2 separate regions of the Rattus norvegicus genome follow, and region 1 is linked to region 2. The links are chromatin contacts, called in public Hi-C maps. All regions are on one chromosome and are shown on one strand. The core of a region is the stretch at or near the end of the contact, and the rest is flanking DNA. Distances in the headings are between cores, read along the strand shown.

Evidence for each region. Hi-C and Micro-C count contacts between places; a contact is called where the count stands out from the background.
Region 1: a contact with region 2 is called in a Hi-C map of the A7r5 cell line, with 5 times the contacts expected there. The contact joins the enhancer-like site here to the promoter of Gng3 in region 2. A contact is called at or near these places in 7 of 12 Hi-C or Micro-C datasets (the A7r5 cell line, the Rat2 cell line, Schwann cells and 4 more).

The regions. Positions count from the first base shown.
Region 1 is chr1:215,428,058-215,431,298 of GRCr8, reverse strand. No RefSeq gene overlaps it. Among named protein-coding and RNA genes, the nearest start is that of Scgb1a1, 20 kb to the right of the region's middle. Within about 2 kb of position 1,973, at least 18 of the 93 cell types and tissues checked have an H3K27ac peak or open chromatin away from gene starts, as enhancers often do. A contact at or near this core is called in the A7r5 cell line and Schwann cells, where this site is marked.
Region 2 is chr1:215,161,335-215,164,639 of GRCr8, reverse strand. Gng3 (G protein subunit gamma 3) reads left to right here and starts at 1,922. Exons shown (of 3, transcript NM_053658.1): 1 at 1,922-2,177; 2 at 2,522-2,621; 3 at 2,892-3,305. The coding sequence starts at 2,523. The coding sequence ends at 3,020. Bscl2 (BSCL2 lipid droplet biogenesis associated, seipin) reads right to left here. Exons shown (of 12, transcript NM_001012171.2): 1 at 3,292-3,305; 2 at 1,370-1,584. The coding sequence starts at 1,444.

The DNA of each region.
Region 1 (3,241 bases), core at 724-3,223, 270 kb before region 2:
CAAACTTACATATATATAAAGTTACAAGTAACTTTTTAAAAATTGTATGTTTGAATGGTTTGTGTGTATGTATTCACATCAGGTGTGCCTTGCTGCCCACAAGAGTCAGAAAAGAGTGTCAGATCCCTTGGAATTTTAATTACACACATTTGGGGGGTGGGTGGCTGGAAACTGAACACAGATTTTCTGAAATAGCCTGTGCTCGAAACCACTGAGCCATCATTTCAACCCCGTCAAACTCTCCTAGTCAATATCATCTACCTTCCCATGTCAATAACCTGTCATATAATATTCTGTCCTCATTTAAATGCGCCCATCTTTCTTTACAGTGGGGTTATCTCATTTCACCATTTTCTTTTTTTAAGTATGACAGACTTGTGTAGAATCTTGTGCCTGTGATGTGAAACTTTCTCCACTGGTTAGGTTGACTCAGATGGTTGAGAGAGGTAACTAAAGACCGAAGCCCAGGGGTGCTTGCTGGCTATGTGCCAAGTAGGCCATGTCCAACAGAGACGCTCCTAAGTGTTTCTGGGCCATGAACTAAAGCTGAGAGCCCTGGGCTGTGAGATGGTCCCTGGGCAGAAGACTGGACAGAGAACTATGGCTTGTGCCAAAGCATAGGCCCCACCCAGATTTGGCAGGGTGTGAACTAGGGTGAGAAGAGCAGGTGAGACTAGGTTCACACTGTGCTGCTACCAGGAAAGGACTCTCCCACCCCACCCCCCTTCCCCAGGTCACTTCCCCTCCTACAAAGGATCTGTTTGTTGTTCTTCCTAACTACTCTTACCTCCAACCTTTCCCAGGGCCCCTGCTCCCCAACACAATAGCCAGGCCACCCCAGAGCATCAAAGCATCAAAAGGGCATTTTCAGAAGTATTTACAAATCAAAGCAGCTGTTCACCTCTCTCTCCAAACCCAGGAGTATTTACCTTGGGCTAAAGATCCTGAGGTTCTCCTGATATTCAAGTACAGCCTAGGACTCCCTACCCATGCAGATCCCCAGGGACTTGAACTCCTGAACCCCCAGCCTTGTAGTCAGAAACCAAGCATTGAATCTTAAAAGCAAGAAAGAAGGCCAAGTTTTCTCTCCTCCAGGCTTGTCCAGGCCCCTCCTCTGCACCCACTGAGCGAGGTGTGGGCCCCACATACCTTTGGGCTGACTTCACCCTGATCCAGCCTGTCTGTCCTGAGCCTCCCCAGTCCAGGCCATTTCATCTTATCTCTAACATAGATCACGCAGATATCACACCATGGATGCCTCATGACTAAAACGTGTGCTACTTTCCCAAGCCCTTTCCCACCCTGTCCCTGTGGCAGCACAAATTCCAACATATTTGCTGTCTGCTCTCAGCATATTTGTTGCCCTACCCTGAAAGGGTCAGGACCTTGGGTGGGGCACTGCCACATGGGTAAAGCCCTCCCCCCACCCATTCCTGCTCCCATCTCTGCCTCCAGGTTCCCGACTGAGTCGGAACTTGAAAATGTGCTGCAGGGACTGGCTGCTGGGCCTGTGGGTACAACTCCTCTGTTTTCATGCACCTCCCAAGCTTGCAGAGGGCTAAACCAGTGTCCTAACCAACGATTCAGTGGACCCCTTGGGAAGGACTTCATTGTATTTGACAAAAGTGGTGTCAGCCCTGGTTCCTGTCTCTAACCACCATGGCTATTGTTCTACCACCTCCCCAGATGTCCAGCCCCAGCCCCAAAGGGAAGCCATGCCAGGGAAGAGGCTAATGCAGAATAATCCAGCCCCTCTGAGGCTCAGCAGGCATCCTGCCCTTCACCGGAGCAGTTCTCAGAACAACCATGCTGTCAGCCCGAGGGGAGGTGCCTACCTCCGAGGCCTGGCACGCACACGACCAGACCTGTAAACCTATGGTGCTGTTGGGGCTCTGAGGCCACAGCATACAGCCCAGCTTCTAAGTCTATCTCTGTTTCAAGGCTTCCTAAGTCACATGGGAGGCAGCTGTGTCCAAGCCTCAAAGAAGCAGCCTGAGGAATGAGGAAACCCAACCTCCTTTCTTGGAATCTGTGCTTCTCAGCCAGTCTTGTCACTAAGCCTGAAAGAATGATAGAAGATTGATAGCAACATTTCCAGTGCTGTGATGGCCAATTACTCACTGCACAGAAAATCTTTAGATACCCATAGAGCATGTGTTAGTCGTTATTGTATATTTATCATCCCAAATGTCACCAACCAGACCACCCTTTCTGATCCCCTGACTCTTCAAGGTCATCAGCCTGCATCTTTACCATGGGCCTCTGGCTGTGTAGTGTGGCCCAGAGCTCAGAAGGCTGAGGCAGAGTCAGACCAGCCTAAACTACAGAGTAAGAATCGTGTCTAAACAGACAAGCAAGTAACTAAGTAAGCCACTGCTCTGTGGTCTCAGAAGTTAACTTCGACGATTTTGACCCATTCCCTAAACTGGCAGGGACTCTGCTCTTCTCGCATGGGTGCCCACACAAAGGAGAAAACCAGCTTTACATTCTATGGCTTAGGAAACATTTTCACTTCTGTTTCTACAATGTGGAATAGACAGGTCATTAACAAACACTTGCTAGTTCTGAACGAGCCCTACCAGGCAGAGCATGGTTGAAGTCAGGGATGGAGACCTAGCATCTAACACACAGGATAACTGCACAGGGGAGACTCGCACCCCAGCTCTGCCTGGTTCCAGTCTCCATTTGATTTTTTTTCCCCCTCAGCAACAAGCTCGTTCACAACCAGTTAAGTTTGTCCTCCTTCAAAAAGAAGTTCAGATGTCAGAAGAATTAGAGACAGCCACACAATGAAAAGCAGATGTCTTGCCCCTTGTCTCTGGAGCAGCTCCCAGGAAAGGGAGGACAACTGGCTGATGGGTGGCCCCTGCAGCCACCCCACCCATGAGCTCAGCTCCTGGCAGACAGTTCTTCTTCATGAAGAAGTGGGCCTCCTGGGCCCAGAAGAGACAACAGAGCTGGGGCCAGACCACAAGGCTGCTCCACTCTGGGGGTCAGAACAAGGAGTGTCCAAAGCCAGCCACATTTTCATTAACTCTCTCCTTAACTACCCTAGAAGGCCGATGCTATCTATGCCTGTGGTTCCTTTCTGAGGTAGGGCCTCACTGTATAGCCCGGGCTCACTTGGAACTCACTATTATGTAGACCAGGCTGGCCTCCAGTTCACATTGGTCTCCCTGCCCCTGCCCCTGCCTTGGCTGCTGCTTCCCAAGGGCTGGGATTACAGGTGGACTCGACCACA
Region 2 (3,305 bases), core at 673-3,172:
AGTTTCTTTTCCAGGGGAGCTGGAGACAAAAAAAAAAAAAAACAAAAAAAACAAAAAAAAACAAAAACAAACTTATTCAACTGGCTTTGAAAACCAGCGATAGCAGGACAAAGCAACATCATTCTTTCACATGTGCTTCCCTTCCAATTACTCCTTCACCTCCCTCCACTGAGTTCTCTTCCAGCTACTGCCTCAGTGGAACTCTTCCTCCAGGCCCTGGAGCCTGGGACAAACTTCCTTGATACACTCGCAGAAGTGGCCCTTAAATCTCTCTCGAAACACAGATGACATGGAACCAGAATGCCAGAGGTTTGCATGGAGGTGAGTGACTTGCCTAAGGTCGCACAGCCCGAAAGTCCGGCTCAAAGCCAGCAGCCTCCTTAGAAAAGTCAAAATTGCCGCTGGAGTGTCTTCCCTCCGCCTGGGCCTGTGCTCGCTCACGGAGGAGGTGACCCCTAACCTGGCACAGCGCCCGGTGGACGACGCTGCGGCGCCCACCCCTTGGGGTAAGGCGGTGGACACGAGCTCGCCACCGCAGCGAGGCAGACTCACCGGCCTCCCGCTGCCCAAGCAATTTAGAGAAGGCAGTTCCGGCTGCTGAGGAAGCCCCGCCCATCTGTCAATCTCCTGCAGGGGCTGAGCCTTGTATAGAGGGCAGAGCCTGTAAAGTGCTTTGCTCACCCGTCTCTGCCAGAAGCCCATTACACTTTAGTTGAGTGACTAAAGGAACAGTTCACTCTTCACCCAGGCCCCATTATAATCTCCAACGCAAGCTGAGACTCAGCAGCGTCCCCTTGGTCCTCCTATCCAGGACCTCAATCACAACCCTCTGTCATACCTTTTTACCACCGGTCTTCTCAATGTGATTGAGTGCAGGTGTGAAATGAATGCTGGCTTTTTTTTTTTTTTTTTTTAATTTTTGCTTTTTATTCAGTAGAGTTCCTTGGGCCTGTGGGAGTCCAAAGGGAGCTCAGAGAACCTTGCACCCTGACGGAACCTGAATCTTGTGTGTTGCACAGATGGTGCCTTCCGCTAGTCAAGCATGGCAGCATTTCAACCCTTTTCAGTCTCCAGTTTATGCTGCGTGATGTGATTGACCTTCTGTGACCCATGTGATGCAGCAACCTCAAAATCCCTACAAAAAACATGAGACTAGATCTCTAAAGGTGGCATCTTCTAGATAACATCCTCCAGGAGGCAAGGCCAATGCACATCTTTTTTAAATAGTAGCAATCTACTCAAATTACATGAGAAATTTCAAATTAATTCCCTATCTCCCCAACCCCACCTCTTGCCACCCTACTCCGCACTCCGAGAAGCCCACCTGTGTTCACAATATTCACACTGACTCTCGTGCAAGGCACCTTACCTCCTCTTTGTCTGATCCTTTGACCGGGTCTCTGCATGTCTCTTTCCCCCCAGCTTCTCGTCTGTGATGTATCATTTCTTTAAATATCTTCCTGATGGTTACCTCTGCTGCCCCTGGATCCCCAACTCAAATCACTTGTGGGTACAAAGTGGTGATCTAGAAGCTGATCACCTGTAGAGTGTCACATCTTCCTAGATCTGAAGAATGGAGGGTCACTGAAAGAAATGAAGATTCAGGTACTAAGTGCTGTGTCAGGGTTGGGGGGGGGGTGTAGCAGTCCAGCTGATGTCAGACTTTCAAATGAGCAGGGTCTCCCGCAGCGGGTACAGACTCTAATGCAGGGGCTGTCACAGGCCCAGACCACCCCATTTGAGAGGGGAGCCTGCTTCTGCCTCAGGTCCTTTGGGGAGGGATCTACTTTAGACTAAGGGCGTCTACAATGGGCAGGGGCAGGTAGTGAGATAGCAACAGTGAGGGTGTGCACAGGGGATGCAAACAGCAGACAGACTCCCCCACTGTCCAGGCAGTTGGTATGCTCCAGAATCTGAGCAGCTCCTTCCAGCATCCTTCATCCTTCAGGTACCAGCCATCTGGGCAGTGCTTAAGCTGCAGAAACTGAGACCACCCCTCCAAGGATCTCCAGTCTGAGCGTCTCCAGTGACCTTCTCTGCATTAACTGTCAGTGCTACAGATATTTTTAGCTCCAAGTCCTGGCAGGGTGGGGCACTTATCTGAGGCAGGGTTTGGTGCCCCCTCCCCACTGACCCTACATCTCAGGCTGCGGCTGCTGCTGCTGCTGTCACTTCAGGTGAGTAGAGAGCAGCTTTTTTTCTCTTTAGGGCTTAAGGGGACATGTGGCTGATGTAATTTCATCAGGGTGGGGCTCTTTCTGACTGAGGCTTTTATTGCTGGTAACATACTTGGCTCGAAGACTTAAAATCCTTAAATCGTTTGATGACCAAGACCCAGGATTAGGAGAGCATTTCATCTCATCTTCTCCATTCTCCCCACTTAAAAAAAAGGGGGGGGGGATGGCCACTGGAGAATGGAGATATTGAGGGCACAAAATATTGGGGCACAATCCTAGCTGTGTGGTTGCTGAAGAGCCGAGTGCTTCAGCTGAGGGTACTGAGTTATCTGTCTTTACTCCAGGATGAAAGGGGAGACCCCCGTTAACAGCACTATGAGTATTGGCCAAGCACGCAAGATGGTGGAACAGCTTAAGATTGAGGCCAGCTTGTGCCGGATAAAGGTGGGTGCGATCCTGGCTCCCATTAGTCCTCCAGGCCTCAACTGTAGGTTTGCAAACCCCCGGAGAAGAAAAAAAAATGCTTCTTTTCTTGACACCCTGAGGTCAGAGGCAGAAACTGGGCTTTGTCAGCAAAGTTGTTCCGAGGACTGGCGTTGGGGGAGAGGGCTGTCTCAAAGGGCACTAGAAACAAAAAGATAGCCTTTTTGGCGAAGGAACTGCAGTCCCTCTCAGGAATTCTGGTTAATGTTTCCCCTCCTGGCTGTGTCCCAGGTGTCCAAGGCAGCAGCAGACCTGATGACTTACTGTGATGCCCACGCTTGTGAGGATCCCCTCATCACTCCTGTGCCCACTTCGGAGAACCCCTTCCGGGAGAAGAAGTTCTTCTGTGCGCTCCTCTGAAGAGCGCTGTACCTCCTCTGAACTCATCTCCCCCTCCCAGACCCGCCCTTAGATTGGAAATCATAGCAGTCCATTTCTACCCGCACTTATCCTGAGATTATCTGAAGCACAAGGCCCTCCTTACCCACCTCTACCCCATCTCCTCACCCTTTCAGGCCAACTCCAAGCACTCTATCTATAAAGGGACCCCGCTAAACTGCCAAAATCCTGCCTGTTTCCCTCGGTGATCCATCCGTTCAGGCAATGGAGAGGGGGATGCCCGGGTGCTCACCTGGAGCTACGAAA